Linked DNA regions of Mus musculus: all the other regions are linked to region 1. Evidence: chromatin contacts called from public HiChIP or PLAC-seq and promoter capture Hi-C data. All regions are on one chromosome and are shown on one strand. The core of a region is the stretch at or near the end of the contact, and the rest is flanking DNA. Distances in the headings are between cores, read along the strand shown. Region 1 holds the start of Shoc2 (Shoc2, leucine rich repeat scaffold protein). Region 2 has its middle 32 kb from the start of Gm41867. Region 3 holds the start of 1700001K23Rik (RIKEN cDNA 1700001K23 gene).

Region 1 (2,756 bases), core at 136-2,635:
TTGCACCTTTAGGAATCCAATCTGTAGTTATCAGAACGATTGACTTCTTGACTCCAAACGTCCACAGAAGGAACTACATGAGACAATGTCTTGGAGACACATAAAGCATTTTAAATATTTTTAAAATGTCCTTTAAAAGGATATTCACAATCGTAAACACCCAGGACTAACTACTTCAATATACCCTAACCCAGACTTCTAGTTGAAGCTTACATAGAGCTCAGAAAGGGGAGGCAGGACAGAAAGGGAAGAAAAATCAAAGATGAAAGGGAAGGTTTTGCTTTGCGGGTTGGCTCAGGGAAGTCATCTTTTTCTTTGATAGCTGGGGTGGAAACCGGTTTCTTTGGTTCCCAAAATTTGGAGTTTCTAAAGGCCAGGGAGTGAAAGTACTGTACTCGACAGGAACTCGAGGAGGCGTGCACCGTGCCCCACTGTGCAGACCTAGGGACTGCGGGCCTGGCCTCGCCCGGCGGCCGATCCGGCTGCCTCGCCCTACAGGGAACCTCAGAGGGGCGGAGGGAAGGCTGGCCACCGCCCCACCAGCCGGAAAGGAAACCCTCTGCCAGCGGAAGCGGCCCGGGGCCTCCGCTTAGTCTTCTCCCAGCTCCCTCCCTGCGGTTCATCCGGCCTGGCCGGCCCTGCTGTAGGGCGTCAGGGACACTTACCTCACTCGTCAGCTCTGGGAGAGGAGGCACCCCCTGGGGCGCAGGCGGGGTCCGGCTACTCCCACCTCCTGGCCATGACCCTACTAGGAAGTGCAAGCGCAACTTCCGGTGCGAGGGAGTTTTGAAGCCCTAAACTGTAGTTCTAGGTAAGCGATCAGGGGCTCCGTAAAGGGTCTGGCAAGCAAACCGGCAGTTCCCGATCGCGAATTAACTCGCCCAGTGTGGACTGTGTGTGTGCACATCCTCCGTAAGTATACTTACAGGTGCATCCCTTTCCAGACCGCTCTGCTGTTGCCTGGGGTAACGGGGAACCAAAAGCAGGAAAAACGTACGTCAAACGGGTGACAGGAAACGCCTCCTGCCATCATCAATTATGGCTGCCTGGGCTTCAACCGTAACTTCCGACTGGGAGTCGTTTCTCTACCCGGCTGGAGGCTTTTCTCTGTGGCGGAGCTAGCCAGCGGCGCCCAGTGGGCGGGAGACCGCGCACTGCCGCGGAGGAAAGGAAAAGGGCGGGGACAGGGAAGCTGGCGCCAAGGTTTCCCTCTGATTGGGTGACTGCTTTTGCTCTGGCTCCGCCCATCCCTCCTCCCTAGCGAATGCCCAGGCTCGCTCAAGGGGGCTGGGGCGGGGCGATTGGAGCCAGAGTGTGTGGAGGGGCGGGGCGAGTGGGGGAGGGGCGGGGGGGCGGTGGCAGGGGAGCGTCGCTCGGGGAGCGGAGGACGAGGAGGAGGAAGGAGGTGAGCAGGGATGGTGGAGTCCGGGCTCCGGACGGCAGCCTGGGGCGGGAGCGGCACAGGAGCGCCCGTGGGCCGGTTCTCTGCTTTCCTGCCTGTCGGGGGGCCCGGCCGGCCGTCGGTAAGGGGAGGCCCACACGTCCTGACAGGCGCGAGCCGCCGGAGCCGGGGCGAGGCCTGAGGGGTCGGGGCCCTGGGAGGCGCCGCGGCCGCTTTCCGGGGTGCCACGGCCCGGGGCGCCGGAGCCTCGGAGCCGCTGCCCGCGCGGGGCCGGCGGGCGGGACACGGGGAGCGGCAGGCTGCCCCCTGACAGCGCCGGGCCGGGCCTACTGCGGAGCGGGCGGCCGGGACAGCGCCGGGGCGCGGGCGCGGGCCCGGGGCGGCGAGTCAGTCGCGCTCCGGCTGCTCCGGTCTCTCGGCGCCTCCCGGCCGGGACTGCGGGGCTGCCCGGGTCGCGAGGACGCTTGGCGCCGGGCGGGCGGGCGGGCGGGAGGGCGGGCGCGGCCGTAGGGCTGTGGGGTGGGGTCTCTGCGCCTCCACCCCAAAGTCCTCGGCGCTGAGCGGTCTCCTCCTCGCAGACCCTGCGGGACGAGTGGTGGGTTCGGCGTTGGGTGTGTTGCCGAGTGAAAGGAGTTGTGGCCGCAGAGACCGCCCTGCTAAACACGCCTGGTGGCAATCTCCGTGTCGGCTTTGAGGGCTGGAGGAAAAGTAGTGTAACTCCCCGCCCCCAGCTCGGAACGCAGGAGGCTGCAGGGCAAAAAGATTTTCCCCCTAGCCCCTCGGTATCCATTGTTTTGTACCATCCCCTCCCCCATGCCTAGGTAGAAGAATAAGGACTCCAAAGCAGTAATTCGCCCGCCTCTCTCTCTCTCTCCCTCTCCCCTCGCTCCCCCGTCCCTCTCCGCAGAGGTTTGTGTTAACAGTGCAAGTGGGGGGTTTACAAACAGGTGGAATTGCTTGTCTATTTGGGAATCGGAAAGAAGATGCTTTTGGGGTGTGTTTTTTTTTTTTTTTTTTTTTTTTTCATCTCATCTCACCTTTACATTTGGGAGATTCGATTTTCTTCCCATTGGTTTGTATCATTATGAAGGTGATGAAAATAAAAGAGGAAACCCTGTTTTGCGACCTATCCCCACAAGTATTTTTGAGGACTCAAGGGAAGTAAAAAATCAGCTTGCAAATGTGGACTGTGTGGTACATTGGTCTGCAGCAGGATGGTTAATCTGGGAGCTTACACCGGTGTAATCGCGTACACTCTTTGTGGATGTCAGAAGTTCTAGCATCTACCCGGAAGGATTGCCGAATCAAAAACTTAGCTGTTTTTCAGAATCGAATGGTAGACTTGTGCAAGCAA
Region 2 (2,756 bases), core at 190-2,689, 850 kb after region 1:
TCCTTGCCAGTAATATTTGCTAGATATTGCATACCCATAAATATCTTATAACCACAAAATACCAATAAATATGTTTATATGTAATTGCAAATATATTAATGATTTTCAAGATTAATAAAGGGAAAATCTGGAAGCAGAAATACATATACATATATAGTTCACATCTTTGTAGAAAGGGTATATATTTCATATACCCCTATAACATAAATATGCATGTAATTATATGTACATAGAAAAATTTTTGAAAAACATCCAAGAGATTAAATACTCTGAGAAGTAAGGAATAGAATTTTTAAAAATGAGGAAGGAGATAGCTTTATATCTGTGTTTTATTTTTTTTCTCACAGCAAATATGTATGAAGTATAAGATTAAAACTCAGTTAATTATTCCTCCCCCAATCATAAAGGAACTTGGATCTAACAGTCCAAAATGATTAACAAAGGATTCAAATGGACTCTGCCATTGAGTAGGTACAAGGCACTGGCTAAGTAGCCTTACAGGCCCTTTGATAGATAAAGAGGATGGAGTGAACTTGAAATAGTCATGGAGAAGCCTAACCTGCTGCTGTAGATATGGGTATAAAAGGCTGACAGAAGAGGGGATATGTCTCCAGATGTTGTGTCCATTTCTCTGCATCCAGTGTTGACCCAGCCATATCTATTCTACATGTGTGAAGCTTCAATTTTATAGTTAAAGAGGGAGCATGACAGTTACTTATATTGGAAGGCTTTAAAATGCTATAGATGAAACAAGGTAAACTGATGTCAGTTTGAGGAGAAAGTCCTCATCACTCCATATAGGTGCTAGTTACTGATGTGTTGGGGGTGTATTAAGCATTGGGGTGACAGCCTTATATGCAGAATTTCTATCACTATGTGTAGTAAGGCCATTGAAAAGGTTCTATTTTTGCCTCCATTTCAGTGTAAAGGAGACATTAATACCCACTCTTGTCATGGTCTATATACCACAGTAGGAAAAGTGCTAAGGCAAGAATGAAGATCAAACCTAAGGGCCCCCTAGTCCATGAACACGAGGCTGCACCATGCTTGTCTTGAAATGGTCCTTAACTTTGGGAATTTTGTAACATTTCCCAAGTGATTTTAATATGCAGCCAGTGGAGAATGTCTCTAAAGAGACTGCCTAGCACAAAGGTTGTTTCTGAGTCTATCTGTCTCATTCTCCCATATCAAAGCAGAAGCTTGGGGCCTATGACAAAGCCACTTACAGGCCTTCCCATAAGTGAAGAGGTGGAGTAGAAATTACATAGTCAAGAGGAGGGTAAACCCACTGCTATGGGTAAGCATGCAGAAGGCTGGGGACAGAGGTTCTACATGTCTACATGTTGTATGCCCATTTCTTTGCATCCATTCTCAACCAGTGGCTGGACAGTGGGACAGTGGGTAAACTCCATACGCTCCTGGATTCTGAGTCACTTTCTTGTCACAATGATAGCAATGTAAATGATTTTCTGCCTGGCTTTGCTTCCTGTCGCCTCCTCTAAACCCTCGTGCCACTAAAAAAATGAATACAGATACTGCATTGTGTAAGCATGACATTTATTTATCTGTAACCTCAAAGGCCTGAATCATCGTTCCCCAGGAAGAGAGAAATTGTAGCCCGGTGAAGAGAAGCTCAAAGGAAATAGACTCAGACCCAAGTACTCCTGAGAAAATCAAACCTTTCAGGGAAGAAAGAATCAGGGTCCCTTTATAATGAACAGGATACATTCACTCAGGTCTCCTGTTAATTTAGAGCTCATCTTAATCTCAGCTGAGGAGTCAAAATTTGCATTTATATAGAGGCCAAATACTCTATCAAAAAAAAATCTGTTCTAAATTTTGTTTTTCTATGAAACTTAGGTCAAAATGACATCACCACTGATTGGTAAGGATACAGCACAAAGAACAAGCTTTTAAATCAGAGAGATTTGAGTTTATGCCTACTGTGTACCTTCTGCCTCAGTAACCTATTACATTTCTCGAAGGTATCACTCTAACCTATAAAATGAGAATATTATTTTCACAGGATGATTGATGACCATCAGGTACGTGGCTCCTCCTAAAAATGGTGGTTCAAGTGCTATAGGTACCAAATTGCAGCCCAGCTTCGTGCTTTTGCTCAACTTCTTTTTATCCCAAGCTAACAAGTGGTTAAATAATCTTACTACAAGTAAGCAGGCTACTGAATATCACCTAGACAAAGAAGAACAACATTCCACCTTTTAGAGACCTTGTGTGCTCTATGTGCTCTTCATCGAGTAAAGACTTCCTGAAAATGACCACCAGAAACTGAAGATGCTCAGGAAATTGGGAGCTGCCCAATAAGAAAAAAAAAATTAGAATAAAAGGAAAAGCAATACATTGCTCCATATGTCTGGTAAGCCCAAGTAGGCAGAGAAACTGTACAATCTAATGCTTATTCCCCAGCCTCAGGCTCCCAGTGTTACCCAGGTACTTGCTATGTTCATCCATCGCACTTCATACTCATGACCTACTCAGAGCACACTCTCTGAATTTGCCTTCGGAAAGATCTAGTAAAGCTCCCACGTGGCATTCAAAGCTTATGTGGTAATATTTCTAATAGCTCCTCTTCCTTAGCGACATAGACCTGATTTCTGGCCCTAACAGAGACATGGAGCCAACCTTATCCTTGTCTGGAAAATATACAAAAGTTCATTCTGAATATGAGATTCAAGTGATTGACTGAACGTTACTTTCCAATCAAACTTTCTCTTTGGTTCAAAAGCCCAAAGCAT
Region 3 (2,756 bases), core at 159-2,658, 690 kb before region 1:
AAATTTGTTTTCTTTTATTGGGTTTTGTTGGGGGAAGGGTTGGGTTTTGGTTTCTTTGCTTTTCTGTTTTTGACACAGTCTCTGTACAGCCTTAGCTGTCTTGGGACTCACTATATAGACCATTCTGTCCTCAAACTCAGCTCTGCCTGCCTCTGCCTCCAAAGTGCTGGGATTAAAGGTGTGTACACTATGCCCACCCCCCATCTATGCTTTTTAAACACAACACCTGTATATATATCACAGTCTAATGGTTGTATAAGGGGGAAAAATTAAAAAGTTTTTCCTACCATCTGGTGCCAGATTTGTCTTGAAATTTAACATATTACACACATTTATATGTATAAGGGAAAAAAAAAACAACAACAAGAAAAAAGCCACCCAAACAGTATGTCATTAACAATGTGCTGCCATGCCTTTCAACTCAGTACTCTCAGGTAGCTATCTGTGAGCTTGAGGCCAGCCTGGTCTACATAGTGAGTTCAAGGACAGCTAGAGCTATAGGGAGATCCTGACTACACACACAAACACACACACACACACACACACACACACACACACACACACACACAGGTGCTTTCTTGGTGGTAGAATGTGTGACTTAATCCTTGACTCTGTTTCTGAACATTGAACAACACCAACAACAAAAAAATGAAACTGGGAAAGATGAAGCAGCCTGGGGACTCACACCTGTAACCTCAGTCATGAGCCTGAAACCAAAGGATGACGACAAGTTAGGAGCCAGGGTGGCCTGCAGGGTACCAGACAGGGCTGCCGAGCAACACTGTCTCAAAAAGAATGTGTGATGGGGGAAGACCATGTGATGGGGGAAATTCAAAACTTGAGCTAACTAAAAGATACTGCATACGTCACATCATTGCCAACTGGTAAACTTCACAGTAGAGAGAAACCACCATCTAGTAGTGAACGGCGACGGTTTATATCATGTGTTTGCATGTGCGTGAACTTTCCAGAGACAGGGCGGACATCACCTGGGGTGTTCAGTAAGAAGCAGAATAAGCCTGGGGGTGGGGAGGCACCCATCACAACTAACCCTTGTTTATTCTTACTGTTTTCTATCTGCTACCTATGTTAAAAGTGATGTCTTCATGACACAGTACCGCCTTTGTAATGCCTACAGTCTCTGAAAACTGTCAGAAAATGTTCACTATGGAAGTGAGCCATTGGCATGGCTGTGTTTGCCCTCTCAGAGATGTTTCATGTGACCTGAGTAGGTAGAGAGTTTCAAGGTATCAGCCTTCCTACTGTGTGGTGCGGTGCTGCTCACCCAGAGGCCGTGGGTCACGTGGCTGTCCCAGCTTCCAGTAGCTTACAGCTGTTTCATCTTCATCTTCTGGCACAGCAGACCCACATCTACCATCCAGTTGTATATTTATGCTGTTCCTGTCTCCACCCCTTGGGGTTATAGGGATACCCTAGAACACCTGGGCTGACCCACCATTTATGACATCAGTCATCTTTCAGATCTTACCCCAGCGTTCCATCCTGTTACACTTTTAACTACATGTGGGTTCAAAACCTTTTTGGAAGGCAGTGGGTACCTAATGCTAGGTAATAAATCACTCCAAGATGCAGATGCTTAAAACGACGCACTGAAGGGGGCTGGAGAGATGGCTCTGTAGTTAAGAGTACCTGTCACTCTTTGAGATCTTTTTGGTTCCCAGCACCTACAAGCAGATCACATCAGCCTGTAACTCCAGGCTCTTCCACCCTCAGCGATTCACTCACATGCATGTGCAGTCCCCACAGACACACTTGTGCACACATAGAGTAAGACAATGAACATTTGCTACTATATCAATGTCTACGAGGTTGAAAGTCAAGAACGTTGCTTGGAGTCTCGGAAGAAGTTGCAGCTAGGATGTCAGCCAGAGCCATCTGAGAATCTGGCCGGACTTGAGCATTGTGGGTACAGAGCCATCAGAGGATCTGGCTAGGCGTGAGCATTGTGGGTAGTAGCTGATGGTGGACATGAGGTGTCCCCTGTGTGGACTTTTCCTGGTCTTCTCTAGTGTCCTTGTGACAAGGTTGTGCACAGAGTAACTCAAGAACAAAATGGAAACCGTAGCACCTGGGCAGCTGCCATGTGCCTTCACTTCAGCCGGGTTTTAGCCTTCAAAAATGAGCCACTAGCTAAGTAGTACACACCTGTAATCCAGCATTCAGGAGGCTATCCTGGGCTTCCATGACAAGACCTTGAGCTGGCTGTAGCAATGCACACCTGTAGACCCTGCTACCGAAAAGACTCGGGTGGGAGGATAAGTTGAGCCTAGAAGCTGGAAACCAATCTAGTCAAGATAGCGAGGGTCCCACCTCAAGGTGGGGGGGGGGACAGGAAAAGGAGAGGAAAGATAAGCAAGCCACCTAGTCCCCCTAGACATGTTAATTTTTACCTTGGGAGAGAAGAGTGTCAAAGGATTAGGGTCTGTCTTAGTTGGCGTTCGATTGCTGGGAAATGGCACCATGACCAAGGCAATTTCTATGAAAGAAAGGATTTAACTGGGTCTCGCCCACAGTCTCACAGTTCTAGTCCACTGTCCTGGTGGAGAGCCTGGCAGCATGCAAGCCGTGCTGGAGCAGTAGCTGAAAGCTCTGTCCTGATCTTTTAGGCAGAAAGAAAGACATGAAATTCAAGCCCGCCTCCAGTGACACACTTCCTCCAAGACCACACCTCCTAATCCTTTTAATCCTTTCAAATAGAGCCAGTGTGTCCTGACTAAGGATTTACAAGTATGAGC

What was found. Promoter capture Hi-C pulls out the DNA fragments that hold promoters and counts their contacts. HiChIP or PLAC-seq counts read pairs in DNA pulled down with a chosen protein or histone mark.
Region 2: a FOXA1 HiChIP or PLAC-seq map of pancreatic cancer cells shows a contact between it and region 1. The contact joins the enhancer-like site here to the promoter of Shoc2 in region 1. A contact is called at or near these places in 5 of 39 promoter capture datasets (the 3T3-L1 cell line, 3T3-L1-derived adipocytes, the HPC-7 cell line and 1 more) and 4 of 115 datasets of contacts at active chromatin or transcription factors (embryonic stem cells, large pre-B cells, neural tube and 1 more).
Region 3: a promoter capture Hi-C map of fetal liver shows a contact between it and region 1, with 3 times the contacts expected there. The contact joins the promoter of 1700001K23Rik here to the promoter of Shoc2 in region 1. A contact is called at or near these places in 2 of 39 promoter capture datasets (fetal liver and pre-B cells) and 1 of 115 datasets of contacts at active chromatin or transcription factors (microglia).

What each region holds. Positions count from the first base shown.
Region 1 is chr19:53,943,491-53,946,246 of GRCm38.p6, forward strand. It overlaps Shoc2 (Shoc2, leucine rich repeat scaffold protein), which reads left to right and starts at 1,386. Exons shown (of 9, transcript NM_019658.6): 1 at 1,386-1,523. Bbip1 (BBSome interacting protein 1) reads right to left here and starts at 1,137. Exons shown (of 4, transcript NM_001195338.1): 1 at 666-1,137; 2 at 1-89.
Region 2 is chr19:54,792,027-54,794,782 of GRCm38.p6, forward strand. No RefSeq gene overlaps it. Among named protein-coding and RNA genes, the nearest start is that of Gm41867, 32 kb to the left of the region's middle. Within about 2 kb of position 1,440, at least 5 of the 459 cell types and tissues checked have an H3K27ac peak or open chromatin away from gene starts, as enhancers often do. A contact at or near this core is called in pancreatic cancer cells, where this site is marked.
Region 3 is chr19:53,253,797-53,256,552 of GRCm38.p6, forward strand. It overlaps 1700001K23Rik (RIKEN cDNA 1700001K23 gene), which reads right to left and starts at 1,409. Exons shown (of 3, transcript NR_036590.1): 1 at 1,286-1,409.